Regions from separate parts of the Bombyx mori genome. Here region 2 is linked to region 1. Evidence: chromatin contacts called from public Hi-C data. All regions are on one chromosome and are shown on one strand. The core of a region is the stretch at or near the end of the contact, and the rest is flanking DNA. Distances in the headings are between cores, read along the strand shown.

The links. A called contact is a pair of places that touch in the nucleus more often than the background predicts.
Region 2: a Hi-C map of whole pupa shows a contact between it and region 1, with 2.2 times the contacts expected there. The contact joins the promoter of LOC101736274 here to the promoter of scf in region 1. A contact is called at or near these places in 5 of 7 Hi-C or Micro-C datasets (middle silk gland, midgut, posterior silk gland and 1 more).

The regions. Positions count from the first base shown.
Region 1 is chr13:16,070,353-16,073,052 of ASM3026992v2, reverse strand. scf (DNA supercoiling factor) reads left to right here and starts at 1,352. Exons shown (of 6, transcript NM_001043872.1): 1 at 1,352-1,788. The coding sequence starts at 1,571.
Region 2 is chr13:16,246,790-16,249,489 of ASM3026992v2, reverse strand. It overlaps LOC101736274 (calnexin), which reads left to right and starts at 1,433. Exons shown (of 13, transcript XM_004927686.4): 1 at 1,433-1,603; 2 at 1,873-1,986. The coding sequence starts at 1,873.

The DNA of each region.
Region 1 (2,700 bases), core at 103-2,602:
TTCACTAAAACAAGAAGCGGTTGTATGAATATCATAGGAGAATAAAATAAAAAAGTTTTGGCATACTGATAGAAGTAAAATGTTCTTAAAGTTTTTCCTTGTAGAGTTTTAGATTAGTTCGTGTTTCTGAACGAAAATTCTATCTAGAGATGTCGGGTGTCTAAACTTTTCAATGCTAATGTTTCGATGAATCGATAAGACTGGTGAACGGCGGTCACGAATGCAATACAAAACATAAAAATTAAAGAACGCCGCCTGTCCTTGCGGTTTGTCGGGTCCTCTTTGTCCAACGGAGGGACTTCGTTTCTGTGTGTGTTGTTCGACATGAATTCTTTATCTCTTTTAACTATCACACCTGTCATCAGAACTTATTATCTGGATCCAATCAATTCATCCCCAGAGCCCTTTTAAAGGTCTTTTCGCTAGGAACCACCCCACTTTGAGTGGATGAGCTCACGGTCCCCCTGGTGTTAAATAGTAATCAAAGCCCATAGACATCAACAACGTAAATACCATCACCCACTTTGAGACATGAGTTCTAAGTCTCAGTTTTACAGTACAACGGCTGTACCGTTCAAACCGAAATGCATTTCTGCTTCACCGCAGAATTAGGCAGGATGGTGGTAACTACTCGTGCGAGCTCACAAGACGTCCTACCACCAGTAGTTACGCAAATAAAAATGTTTGCGTGTTTGATTGTCATTAACATCCGTTAGGCTGCGAAGATTTCAATAATGCTTAACGAGAGTCCTCAGCAGGTTTACCTTGGTTTTCTTGAACTCATGTTATTCTTGATTTCCATGAACAACTATCACTATCTTCTATCAGGTGCGCCGTTTGTTAGTCAGCTTACAACGAAAAAAAAAACATGAACATGATATCTTTGTCAAAAACATCGTGAAGTCCGAAAAATAAAATCCACAATTTTAGGGTTATTAAAATGTTGATAACATTTTGGAAATATATAATATGTGGAATTTTATGTAAGCATTAAGTAATTCAAGGGTTGGTAGGCAGAGTACGCACCATAAGCATTTGCTTTACTAAACTACAAATTTTTTCTAAATCCTTTTGATATCAAATATTTGTGAAATGTTCTTGCATTATTTTTACATAGAAAATGTACTTTTGATAAAATAAAAAAAATAGATATATCTTAGTATTTTTAATTGCCACATAGTAGCCCATTCAACACTTTGGAAATTTCACCTTAAAATCGATTTGAAAGAGGTGAATCGATGTTTTGACATATTTCACCAGCCCCATCATCTTTATCTTTAGCATCACTCACTCACTACATACAATATTTTCCCGTGTTCCAGTGTTTCCGCTCCAATTTGATTTTAAGTCTCTGGGATTCAGGAAGTTTACGTGGCTCTGTTGACGTGGCGGTTTCCAAGTAGTAAGCAGTTTTATAAAAAAAAACTCATAGAACTTCCTTCATATTTCAACCCGGGGTCTTAATTTAAATTCTGATTGAAAAACTTCGATTTATTTAGTCTACTTTACGAAGATATTTTTTGCCGCCGGTATTTTTTGTTCAACGCATGTTTTTAATAATTAGGCCAAAATGTTGAGGTCTTTCTTTGTGCTATTGGCAATTTCGATGGTGTTCGCGGGAGTCCCAACGAATGAAGAGACGAAGAGGTTGATGGATCATCTGTCTGATGCTGAACATTATCGCAATGAGCATCATAACAAGCAGTTTGATCATGACGCCTTTTTGGGAGAGGACCAGGCCAAAACTTTCGATCAACTATCACCCGAAGAAAGTAAGAGGAGACTTGGGTAAGCTATTATTTGTATATTACTTTTAATTATTTATTCATTAGCTCCGAAAAAAAAACTACAAAAAATTACAGTAGTGCTTTAAAAGCATATGTTAAGTTTTATGATGACATCTATAACACATGTTAAAAAAGAAAAAGTATATAACAAAATGTTTTAATACATAGTGTGCTGTCTGCATAGAAGTTAAACAATAAAAGTTACTTAAACTTGTGTAAGTTACTTAAACGTTGTTATTATTTTAATTGCCTAAATAGGTGTAGAAGGTTAAAGGGTTACTGTAGCCCATAGACATCATTATGTGAATGTGCGATTGCCACTATTCACCTTGAGTCCCACCTTTCAGTCCTCAATATGTTAGCATGCTTCACAGCAGAAATAGGCAGGGTGGCAATATTAGGTGACTTAATAGGTACTAGGCAGTGAGGTTTTCTACAATTGATATTTAAATTTTATTTTAGTACTGTAAATCCTGTAAAATATTGATTTTTATTTAGTTATTCTAATTACCAAGATAAATTGTCTAGCTACATTGAATTGATTTAGAGATTTTTAGTTACACTGCTTAAAGAGGTTAAATACCAAAAAAACACAAAAAATACAATGTGTTTGGGAACCTTAAAATTATTATTATTATATTAAGGAAACTACAGAATATCTTATGAGACTTAGTCTGAAATGCATTTGAGTTTGTTTTTTTTATTTTTTATTGCTGAGATGGGTGGACGAGCTCACAGCCCACCTGGTGTCAAGTGGTTACTGGAGCCCATAGACATCCACAACGTAAATGCGCCACCCACCTTGAGATACAAGTTCTAAGGTCTCAAGTATAGTTACAACGGCTGCCCCACCCTTCAAACCGAAACGCATTACTGCTTCACGGCAGAAATAGGCAGGGTGGTGGTACCCACC
Region 2 (2,700 bases), core at 184-2,683, 180 kb before region 1:
AAGTAATGGTTAATTACAGAGCATAATGCGACTCAGTGACGCACAATGCCGAATTATGCTGAAGCTTAGTTGAGCATTATACCGCATAATACGCTCTTGTGCTATAATTGGAAAACGGCTAGTATGTACTACGAACGCATGCCTACCTGCTAGCTTGGTTAGACGGCCAATTTTCAGGTATCAGGTAATCAAGGTACATAAAATCATTACGTACTTCACGTAAATTCTGAAAGCTGATTTTTACGTATATTATAAGCAATATCATTAAAAATAAGTCGCCAGTACTCCCAGACACTTTCCGTCGGCCGAATTGCTTTGCAGACGCTTTAAAGCTCCCAAAATAATTACCTAACTTCACGTATATTCTGAAAGCTGATTTTTACTTATGTCCACCAGACAACTATTTTAAAACCTCTTACAAAAAGATAGACCGATCCAAGGGGCCAATCATCTCCTAAATTCAATTTAATACCTCTGTGGATAAGAGCGCGAGGGCATTATCCACGCATGAGACTGAGAGAGACATGTATAAGGATATATCTTCTCTGTCTCTCGGTCTCTTACTTACTTAAAACTGGTTGAAAATGTTCTGACAATTTGTTTTTGTTACAAGGAAATTACATCAGAACAAACAGAATGTTATATCGAAACCTCTTGATTTTCAATGTACATTTCTTTTCCCTAGCTTGTTTTCATGAGGAACATTTAGAATACTGACGAAAATTAATTAATAACCTTAGATGCACCTTAAACACCTGTTTTTGTTTTTAGAAAATAAATCTCTGATACGATCGTAACTTTGCCGTTAAATTTAAAATATCATTTTTTCGAACTATGGAACAAATTGGTGCAATCTACTGTTGACCGAACTTGAGCTGATCAACCTTTAGCAGTTTTTATTTTCGGAAATTCATTTTACTATTAAGTACGATAGACAGGTTTTGAAAATAATTTATTTAGCTGCAATTTTATTAAAAAAGTTATATTTAGTGATGCCTCATACAAATTGCACTTTATTGGCATTGAATTTTCGATTATTCTACGGTGGCCAATATGTTTTGTTGAACAAGAATCTCTCGTAATTTTATTTTGGAATGTCTGCTTAGTGTTTTTATAAATGTTTCGTTTCATGTAGGGAAAATATCCAAAACTAGACATAATGGTATATTTATTTGTATTCCTATTATTGATCGAAGCTTAGTAAGCTAGAAACCTAGCTTTCAAAGTATACCGTACCAAAAATAAAAAACGTCAATAGGTCAATGCCAATAAGAGACAGAATTCAAGTAACATATTGTTATAATTTCAGATATTAAAAGAGAAAGTGATTGTGTGATCCTGTGATCATATTTGAATATCTCCAGAGAATGATCATAATCTGAGTGCAAAATTTCTTAAGTGGATAGTCGATCATTTTACATTTCTCTTTTTCTGAACGCATCGGAAAATTCTCGATCGTTGCTTTGACAACTGTTTGTTTTTGATTGGCTAAAATTTTTAGAGGAATAAAATAAAAATTTATGCAGTCGATTTCATTCATATTAGTGATTCTAATAGACTAATCAATAAACGAGTGTTTGTTTTGTATCAGGCTCAAACGAAGGTATGTTCACATAGTATATTAAAAAAACATTTGTCTTTTAATGAGGATATCCTTTATCCGCTGTGCATAACTAACTACACACCGATCAGAAATTGGTATTCAGTTCGCCGCAGTACAATATTTGATTAACCGAGCGGTGCTGTCCTATTCTTAATTAAATTAAGTCCACTTATATAATTACCGAGTTATTGAGAGCTTTGTACTTTTCACTAATTATCATTCTATCGTGCTGAATAACGTGTGCGAACATTAAATTTAATTTTTTTTAGATGGCTGAAATAAGCCGCAAGTTATTTCTATTTAGTATATTGTTGGCATTTTTCGGCAATACCAGGCTAACAAATGCAAACGAAGTCGACCAAAATGATGAGGCAACTGTGGAGGTTAGTAAAACCTAAGTATAAACGTTATTTTTTTAGGTTAAATGACCTACATTTTAAAACCTAGATATTTAAAAAAAAAATATCTAGTCGTAAAACTACGGTTTTTAATCTTATCATAAAGATAAATATGTCAATTTTAGCATACTTAATATTTCTTAAATTGACATTTTACTGCCTTTTACTCTTATGACCTATAAAATGGAATATCCAAACTTAAATTAGGAACATTTAATAACATAGTAATAATAAATCTCATAGATCATCTCTTTGACTCATATAAGATATAAGATATCTCACTCATATAAGATATCTCAATTCTCAGCAACCATTAGGTTACAGTGAAGTGACTCCTTCCTATTACAACATACAGAGCCATAAGCATTCATAGCAAGGCAGGTCTGAATGCTTAAAGCCATTTAGCAAGCTAAGGAACAAGTTATACTTGGTGTCTCTCTAAAGGATAGGAAGTCCTTTTCTAGAGAACCAAAGTTACCAACATAGTTCAACACATAAGCAAGTGTTACTAACTTGTCATTTAGCAATCTTATTAATTGGTAAACTTGGTAAACCTGTGTGGCTGTGTGCTCTGAGAACATATCTTATAATGATGATCTATTAAAATGAATAGGAGGTGAAGGTAATTCCTAAAAACTCACACTTAATATAAGGCCTTTGTTTCCTAATAATGTTTTCTATCAGTGTCAGTGATACTAT